Regions from separate parts of the Mus musculus genome. Here region 2 is linked to region 1. Evidence: chromatin contacts called from public HiChIP or PLAC-seq data. All regions are on one chromosome and are shown on one strand. The core of a region is the stretch at or near the end of the contact, and the rest is flanking DNA. Distances in the headings are between cores, read along the strand shown. Region 1 overlaps Cdc42bpb (CDC42 binding protein kinase beta). Region 2 overlaps Cdc42bpb (CDC42 binding protein kinase beta).

Region 1 (4,655 bases), core at 1,172-3,671:
GCCCACTTCTGGCTCATGGCCCCCGTGGCTCACCTTTCATCAGGTCAGCTCTGAGCGTCTGTCTTGTGGTGAGGAGCAGTCCCTTTGCTGCCTGTCACGGGGCGAGGGTCTCAGGCACAGCTGCTGCTGTAAATGGCTAAGAACCCGAGAGACCCTTTGGACATGGAGAGTCCACCTACAGCTCCCACTGGGCTTCTGGCCAAATCAGGGTTCCAAAGCCAAGTGTTGCTTGCAAACCACGGGCTCTCAGGCTCACCCATGCCCCATCCAGTCGCAGCCCCGGGATGCGGTGCAATCCTTGTTGCCTTGGGTTGCCTTCCTGTTAACAAGCTCCTCCCATTCAGGCCCGAGCCTCCCAAGCCAGGACAAGGGCTTTTCTACCACTCTGGGAAGAGGGTTGATGGGAGCGCAGTCCCTGGGGACCCAGGACAGTCAGATAGAATCAGGTGGACACAGACTGAGAGAAACGTTAAGGGTCTGGCCGTCTCCGCCTGCGCTGCCCAGCTCTGTGGCCCAGGATGAACGTGCTCACTGTTGGTCTGTAGGTCCCAAAGCCCACAGGCGTGAAGAAAGGATGGCAGAGGGCTTACGCCGTGGTCTGTGACTGCAAACTCTTCCTGTACGACCTGCCAGAAGGGAAGTCGACCCAGCCCGGTGTCGTTGCCAGTCAAGTCTTGGACCTCAGGTGTGGTTCATGTAACAAAGCACTGCCTGGTACCAAATGCTCACCACCCACCGTGGCAGGGCCTGTGTTTCCTGCTCATTTCTCTCCATGTTTCCTTGAAGAATGGTTAACAGGGGTAGGAGGAGCTGTCATGAGAATTAACCAGCTACCACGGACACACTCAGTGACACATATGCGAAGGGCCTGTGCTATTATTCTCACCTTTTGCCAAGTCAGAAAGGCTGGCATTGTAACCATCGGTAGTTGGCCTAGACTAGCCAACTATACAGGCTTAGGTCTTGGTTGGTGGTCTTTGGCTGGTTCCTTCAGAGAGCTGCAAGAGAAGTCAGAGTCACCCAGCAGTGGCAGTGTTCCATACATTCCATGTCCCCATCCCAAATGGTACCTGAGGCCCCTTGCTATGTATGATCGCTGTTCTGTTGCTCTGAAGAGACACCATGACCAGGAGCAAGTCTTAGAAAGGAAAGCATTCAGTATCCTTGCTTACAGTTTCGGATGTTTAGTCCATTGTCATCATGACTAGCAGGAGGACATGCATGGTGCAGGAACAGTAAGCCGAGAGCTACATCCTACATCCTGGTCCTGAAGCAGTGATTGGTCGGAGCCTGCTCTGGGCTTTACAGCCTCAAAGCCCACCCCCAGTGACACACTTCCTGCAGCAAGGCTACATCTTTCTAATTCTTTTAAACAGGTTCACTCCTTAGTGACTAAGCATTCAAATACATGGCCTATGGGGCCATTCTGATTCCAACACCACAGCAGCTATGTCCCCGTCTGAGCCCAAATGTCTGGGCCCCATTGAGAGTGGAGAACAGCTTGTCCCGCCTCCCCATCCTGAACTCCACACCTTCTGCTTCTTGTTTATGAGTAGTTAATGAGCCACTGCCTGATTGTACCAGGACACATCAAAAATAACTGGTGTGGAACTGGGGGACAGCGGACCGTGTGAGTCAGGCAGGGGGCTCAGTCCTCAGCATTCCCCCCATGAGACGAGTTGTGCAAATGTGGTGGCATGTCTGTGGTGCTTTCTGAGCCATGTGGTGTGTCCCTTTCTTGCCAGAGATGAGGAGTTTGCTGTGAGTTCAGTCCTGGCCTCAGATGTTATCCATGCTACACGCCGAGACATTCCGTGCATATTCAGGGTATGAGTCTCTCTGATTTTATTTCTGTCTGTTAATCATTTTAAAAGTAAATCACACTCTTAAGAGACAGTAATTCTTAAAAACAAAAACCATGGGCACAGTGGTCCACACCTTCAGTCCCAGTGTGTGGGAGCCAGGGGCAGCAGGTCTCTCTGAGTTCCAGGACATCCAGAGCTACATAGGGAGACCCTGGCCACCCACCCAAAAAAAGCAATTTTCTGAGCATTTTGCTACCCTGAATTTCCCAATGGACCCTCGCCTGCTTTATGTTCCCACCGTGCCCCAGGTGCCCCCTGCCTGGCTGCCCCTCACTGAGCAGCACGCTCTCCCCACACAGCCAGCTTCCCATGGTGCCCCTCTCTTCACCTGGTCGCCCTCCCACCCCAGCCACTGTGTCTTCACTGAAGGGACATTCCGTGGTGGGCCTGTGGGGCGCGTGTTGCTTTAGGTTCCCTCCCTGTCACCCAGACTCTTTTAAATTGATTACATTTGCTTTGTCCCTCTTCTCTGACTGGGTTGCTGTCCTCTGCTCTCCGGGCGAAGTTTCTGGAAGACATGGTCAGAGAGACACACACTGCTTCAGAGCAGACATTTTTCCCAGCCACAGAGCTGCGTCTGAGCATTGTTTGCACTGAATCACAGTGTGACTCAGAAACAGCCTTTGTATATAATCCAGAAAATCTGTGCTCAAAATGACATTCATCCTATAGCTGAGGGGTCTCCCGGGCTCCTAATGAATGGTCCTAGTGAACACTTACTGGACCCCTTCTGCCTTGGCATGCCCTGAGAGTCCTCATCTTTTTTTATTTATTATATGTGAGTACACTGTAGCTGTCTTCAGACACCAGAAGAGGGAATCAGGTCTTGTTACAGATGTTTGTGAGCCACCATGTGGTTGTTGGGATTTGAACTCAGGACCTCTGGAAGAGCAGTCAGTGCTCTTAACCACCAAGCCATCTCCATCCCAAGAGTCCACATCATAATCAGAATAAAGCTATTAACAAAAGCAAAAAAAAAAAAAAAATTGAGAGAGGGTCTCTATTGGAGCTGTTGTGGAACTTCCACAGATCCTGCCACCTCTGGCTCCTGAGTGCTGGGGTCAAAAGCATGTGCCACCAGGCAGGGCAAGAAAGCAATTTTTTGTTTGTTTTTGTTTTCTAAGTCGGGGGTTTCTCTGTGTAACAAGCTTGCCCAGACCAGCCTGGCTTTGAACTCACAGAGATCTGCCTGCCTCTGCCTCCTGAGTGCTGGGATCAAAGTTGTGTGCCACCACACCCAGCCAAGAAAGCAATTTTTAAAAGTTTTTAAAGCATTTATACAATAGTGTTGACAAGAGCAGAATTAATTGAAATCTGGCCAGGAAGGGCCGGGATGTCTATGTTTGCAGGCCTGTCCCTTCCTGTCAGCTGCCCTGCCAGCAGCCTGGCCAGTTAAAGAGATGGGTGGTCTCTGGGACAACTCAGGGACATTGACGTGAGTCTCTAGACTTACCTTGTTTGTGACCTCTGGAGCTAGGCGGTTCTAGGCGGTTCCAGCGCAGTCCCTGCTCTGACCTGGCTGGCAGCTCATGATTTTGTCTGTTTTGTTTTTCTCATGAAGGTGACGGCCTCTCTCTTAGGTTCGCCTTCTAAGACCAGCTCACTGCTCATCCTGACGGAGAACGAGAATGAAAAGAGGAAGTGGGTAGGGATCCTTGAAGGGCTGCAGGCCATCTTGCATAAGAACCGGCTGAAGAGCCAGGTAGTGCACGTCGCACAGGAGGCCTACGACAGCTCGCTGCCGCTCATCAAGGCCGTCCTGGCTGCTGCTATCGTGGGTATGTCTACGGGTCCTGAGCTGGGTGGGGGTTCGGGTTCCACGCATGCCCGTGTGGTCCCGTCCTCCTGAGCGTGTAGACAGCTTCTCCTGTGTGAAGAAGCAGGCCCTGGCTCACGGGACCCACACGTTGTTTCCCCAGATGGAGACAGGATTGCGGTCGGCCTGGAAGAAGGGCTCTACGTCATTGAGCTCACCCGAGACGGTGAGTCCTGCCTGGCTGCCTCAGAGGGTTCAGTGGGTTCATGCGAGTGCGGCATAGAGTGTGTCCTCCTTCAGGGCTGTGGAGAAGGAACATCCTGGTACATAGTCAGGGGACGTTATGAAAGTCCTAGGCAAGAAGTAGAGAAAGTTCTCGGTTGGCGTGGCAGGCACGCAGCGCATTCAAGTGCCTGGGCATCAGGAGTCTGGAGACCGTGCTAGCCTCAAACTCCGCCTCTGCCTTCGAGTGCTGGGATTAAAGGCGTGGCCCACCACACCCAGCTAATTTTTTTTTTTTTTAAAGACACACAATCCAGGTATTTTATTTGTAAGCCATAAGCCAAGTTTGGGTGGGCCTGGAACTATTCTATTTCTCAGCCGTAATGTCCCTTGTTCCTCCTGTCCACGTGCTCATGATCTATCTCCTTTCATGGTGCCCCCCTCCACCTCCGTGTCATTTCTTCCTCTCTCTACCTGAAACTCCCTCACTCTGTCTATCCTCAAGTCCTGCCTTTCTCCATCCATTGCCCAATCACAGGCTCTAGCCTTTTATTGACCAGTTAATTGGGGAGCAAGATTTACATAGCATTACTAGGTGCAAGTGAGGATCTACTCATGTGCAACCAGATCTTTTTTTTTTTTTTAATATTTTTTATTAGGTATTTTCCCCAATTACATTTCCAATGCTATCCCAAAAGTCCCCCATACCCTCCCCCCCCACTCCCCTACCCACCCATTCCCCCTTTTTGGCCCTGGCGTTCCCCTGTACTGGGGCATATAAAGTTTGCCTGTCCAATGGGCCTCTCTTTCCA
Region 2 (4,655 bases), core at 741-3,240, 50 kb before region 1:
TGATTTCATTCTCTCCTTCCACCACGTGTGTTCCAAGGGTTAGACTTAGGTCATTAGTCAGCCTTGGCAGCAGGCACATTTACCCACCGAACCATCTTGCCAACACTGAGAAAGCCATCAGTTTGTGTTCAGGGGACCCATGTGCCTCTGGGCCCCTTTCAGCTTGTCTTTTGGTTGGCTGGCAGAGATGACTTCAGGTGTGGACCCCCTGAGAAGAGAGATCGTTCAGGGTAGAGCATCCTAACTTCTAAGCTCAGTTGCTCCCAGTAGACAGTCTCTGTTACTAAGTCTGCCTACCTTCTCCAGCAGATGCCGCAGGCGTGAGAGCTTTGTCAGCTTGACACAACTGAAGTCATCTAGGAAGAAGCAACCTCAGTTGAGAAAATGTCAGCATCAGCTTAGCCTGTAGGCGAGGCCGTGGGGTGCAATTTCTTTATTGTTTGTTTGTTTGAGACAGGATTTCTCTGTGTATCTCTGGCTGTCCTGGAACTCACTTTGTAGACCAGGCTGGCCTTGAATTTAGAAATCCACCTGCTTCTGCCTCCCAAGTGCTGGGATTAAAGGCATGTGCCACCACCACCCGGTGGGGTGCAACTTCTTGATTAGTGATTGATATGGGATGGTTCAGCCCACTCCGGATAGGGCCGACCCTGCTCGGGTGGTCTTGTGCTATACAGGAAAGCAGGCCGAGTGAGGCATGGAGCTAAGTCAGTAAGCAGCACCCTCCATGGCCTCTGCTTCAGTCCCTGCCTCCAGGTTCCTGCCTTGGGTTCCTGCTCTGACTTCCCCTGGTGATGGACTGTGACCTTCTCGGGTGGTTTTGGTCATGGTGTTTATCACAGCAATAGAAACCAGACTGGGGTTGCCGAGGAACCCACTTTGACAACCTCTGTCCGTACAGAGCAGATACTTCCAGAACATGCTAACCTCTCCGCATTCCAGTATTCTCCACCCTCTTCAGCCACTTGCTAACAGGCACTTATCTTTCCGGGGTGAGGTTTGGTTTGTTGCTTTTTTTTTTGCATTCATTCTGTGTGTGTCTGTCTGTGTGTGTCCCCATGTGTGCATGCATGCATGCATGTGTGTTTAAGAAGGGCACATGTGGAGGTCAGCGGACAACTTGTGGGAGTTGGTTTTTTTTTCCTTCCGTGTGTTTCAGGGATTGAACCTGAAGTCAGTCAGGTTTGGCAGCACTTTTAGCTACTTGTTTACCTACTTGTTTGCCTTTTGAGACAGTCCCTTGGCCGAGTTTAGGCTGGCCTGGAACTCACTGTGTGGCCCAGACTGGCTTTGAAGCCTCAGTCCTCTTGCGTCAGCTCCCAGGTTTTAAGCTTACAGGTGTGTACCTCCACGCCTGTCTCAGCCCTCACTCTTTAATTCTGATTTCCTGTCTCTTAAATCTAGGATGTACATAAATATGATACATCCAAGAGCTTGTGGAAGAGATGGCCTGGAAACTAGAGAGTGCAGTGGCCATAATTTCTCACTCCGTCACCTGCTGTACACTCACTTTTCACTTTAATGATTTGGGGAGAGAGGCACTACTGGGGACAGAACCCAGGGCTGCGTGCAGCTGGGCAAGGCTCTGGACTGTGCCAGCCCTGGAATTTTTAAAATGAATGTTTTTGTTCACAGCAGCAGGGGAGCTGGCTCTATTGCAGGGTTACTCGTGACAGCAGAGGATCTTCTCTTCACTGAAGGACTCCCACAGGACAGCGCTGCATGTGGCTGGGATCACAGCCCCATGGAGTATTCAAGTGCCGTGCACCATCCTCAGGCAGGAGGTCAGACACTGACGTGATGTGCAACAGTGAGGTGGTTGCGGGCTTGTTTCCATGGTAACAACAGCTTCCACCACATTGAAAAGAATGGAGAAAGGCACCTGACAAAGAGGGCGTGTCGGGAGTGAAGGGCAGCAGGGCAGCCCCAAGTGGGCCTGGAAAGTAGGTGTGACCGGCTTCATCCGGGCATAGGCGGCGTGACGGTACACTGCTGGAATGAAGGCTGGTGTTGACTCAGCACAGCCTTCCCACCCCAGTGGACTTTCACTGCCCAAGCTTGTAGCTGGCTTGGCTTCTGACTCACTGTTAAAAAGCTTCCTCCTCACTCTGCAGCTGCGCGCTGAGCATAATTCAAAGGCATCGTTTGCTGACCCGCCGGGAGTGCCTCGGGTCCACAGGTCCCCGTCAGTCTCACTTAGGGACACCACTGGGACTTGTTGGAAGAGTCGAGTCCGTTTTTCTCCAGGTCCTGGTTCATGACGGGGGTCTGCAACTGCCTGCCTGTGACGTAGACCGCTGTCACTTCACAAATACCTAGTTACCTGTACAAGTGAGTGTGGCTCTGTAATTTGAGCACATATTTCAGAACCCTTAGCGTGAGTGTTAACCTTTGTGCTCTCACTAGGAGCCACGGTGTGTCAGGCAGCCACGCGTTCTCCTGACGGGTGAGGAGAAGCACAGAGCCTTCCTTCAGGTGGAGTTGACTTGTGTCTTGTGTGTTCCATGTCCCAGCTACGTCAGTTGCCTTCAGGGTCCCTGTTTCTCTGTGATTACCCTCTATTTACACTAGATCCTGAAGACCACTTCATTTGCACACATGATGCTGCTGACATAGAGCTACAGAGACCGAAGAGTTGAGAGACTTGCAAAAAGACTTAGGCCTAAGCTGGGTGTGGTGACGCATGCCTTTAGTACCAGCACTCTAGAGGCAGAGGCAGTTGGATCTCTTAAGTTGGAGGCCAGCCTGGTCTACAGAGCAAGTTCCAAGACAGCCAGGGCTACACAGAGAAACCTCACCTCGGGGGGAAAAAGGAAGGCTTGAGTCCAGAGGCTGAGGCCGGGTTGATAGCTGATGGCCGGCATTGTGAGCTGCTGCGTGGGAAAGGGAAGCCTAAACGCCTGCCATCTGCCGGCAGCTGCCTTGGCCACGGCCCTCCTTCCTCAGACTCTTTCCCTGCTAGCCCCTCTGGTCAACGTTCTAGTCTTACTTCTCCTCTTGGGAAAGGAGCGGGGGGTATAAGGCATTAGTTTCTCATTTCATGATTCTCAGTCAGAGAGCTCTTTGCCACTAGTTCTTCCTGGCAGAGTTTTCCTTTAAAGGAACACAGGGCTTCAGTTTTTCTTACAATTTGGATCTCTCTCAATAGTTTCTCTCTGTGTTTGTGTGTGTGTGTGAGTGGTGGTGGCATGTTCTTGAGGGGGTGTGGATACCCGTGTGTGAACACTCGTAGGCTGGAGGAGGACACCAGGTGTCTTCATGCTCTTTGCCTCTGCCTTTCTGCCCTGAGACAGGGTCCCTCATTTAACTGGAAGCTTGCCGACTCTTCGGCTTGGTTGGCAGTCTGGTGGTTGAGCTCCTGGAATCCGCTTGTCTCTGTTGCCTCAGCTGGGGCCCAGCAAGCAGTCCTGTCTTACTGCTGAGCCATCTTCTTAGCCATAGTAGTTATCTTGATTGATGATCCATTGCCTTTGGGTGACAGGAGAAGGTGGAGCTCTTGCATGGAGCACTTGTGTGGAGCACTTGCATGGAGCACTTGAATGCGTCTGACCTCCAGCTGTGCAGAGCAAGAAGTACAGTGGGGGGGGGGGGGCTGGTGAGATGGCTCAGTGGGTAAGAGCACCCGACTACTCTTCCAAAGGTTCTAAGTTCAAATCCCAGCAACCACATGGTGGCTCACAACCACCCATAATGAGATCTGATGCCCTCTGGTGCGCCTGAAGATAGCTACAGTGTACTTACATATAATAAATAAATAAATAAATAAATAAATAAATAAATCTTTAAAAAAAAAAAAGAAGTACAGTGGGGTCTGGAGGAATGGGAATGGTGGTGTGAGCCTTCCTTATGGAGAAGGTAAATCTCTTTTTGATGGCTTGTCATGGTGACTGGAGAAGTTAAATCTCTTTGATGTCATGGTGACAGTCAGTCCTCACAGGTTTGTGGCTGTGCTGGGCAGAAAGTGGGTAACCCATAGGAGGTAGACTTAGGCTTCACGTCCTCTTTGTGAAGGGAGGACTTAGTGTTTGGTAGTGTTCCAGGACCCCCAGAGTTGAAGACTGAGAGTGCGGGAACTGGCAGAGCCGTCATTGGTGCTACTCCAGGTTAATGGTGTGAGTGCCCACCTGGTCCGTAGCACTTCCTGTGGGTGTTTGTTGACCCAGTAGCACGGAGTGTCTAGATACTGATGGAGTGTAGAAGAGTTCCATTCCGTGTGCTTTTCAATCTCTCGTTGTGTAACTCATCTCTTGTCTCTGCTTCCTGAGTGCTGGGATCATAGTGTAGCCCCATGCCTGGCTGCAGTTCTACTCTTCTTAAAACTTAGAATTGTCTCATGTGGTGTCCTGCTCCATTTATGATCTGTATCGCTGAGAGTCAGCATTAATGGCCCCAGTTACAGCTGACACGCCTTCCTCCAGCTGACTGACCATACTGGCTGCCTTTTAAGAGTGTTGTATGGAGCTGGAAAGATGGCTCGGAGGTTAGGAACCCTAGCTGCTCTTTGGAGGACAGGGTCCCTCTGTAAGGTCACTTCTGGGGACCTAACACTGTCTTCTGGACTCTCTGGGACTGACTGCACATATGTGCTACACAGACACATGCAGGCCAAACAGCCACGCATATAAATGCTTTTTTTGGAGACAGACCCTGGCTAT

Evidence for each region. HiChIP or PLAC-seq counts read pairs in DNA pulled down with a chosen protein or histone mark.
Region 2: an H3K27ac HiChIP or PLAC-seq map of embryonic fibroblasts shows a contact between it and region 1, with 3 times the contacts expected there. The contact joins two enhancer-like sites. A contact is called at or near these places in 7 of 484 Hi-C or Micro-C datasets (the HL-1 cell line, conventional dendritic cells, embryonic stem cells and 2 more), 4 of 115 datasets of contacts at active chromatin or transcription factors (embryonic fibroblasts, embryonic stem cells and intestinal villus epithelium) and 4 of 9 other capture datasets (adipose tissue, embryonic stem cells, liver and 1 more).

Annotation. Positions count from the first base shown.
Region 1 is chr12:111,301,002-111,305,656 of GRCm38.p6, reverse strand. Cdc42bpb (CDC42 binding protein kinase beta) reads left to right here. Exons shown (of 37, transcript NM_183016.2): 26 at 546-685; 27 at 1,746-1,827; 28 at 3,427-3,643; 29 at 3,785-3,847. Among named protein-coding and RNA genes, the nearest start is that of A230087F16Rik, 19 kb to the right of the region's middle. Within about 2 kb of position 2,421, at least 25 of the 459 cell types and tissues checked have an H3K27ac peak or open chromatin away from gene starts, as enhancers often do. A contact at or near this core is called in embryonic fibroblasts, where this site is marked.
Region 2 is chr12:111,350,941-111,355,595 of GRCm38.p6, reverse strand. The region is part of intron 1 of Cdc42bpb (CDC42 binding protein kinase beta); the gene reads left to right. Among named protein-coding and RNA genes, the nearest start is that of Cdc42bpb, 24 kb to the left of the region's middle. Within about 2 kb of position 1,990, at least 158 of the 459 cell types and tissues checked have an H3K27ac peak or open chromatin away from gene starts, as enhancers often do. A contact at or near this core is called in embryonic fibroblasts, where this site is marked.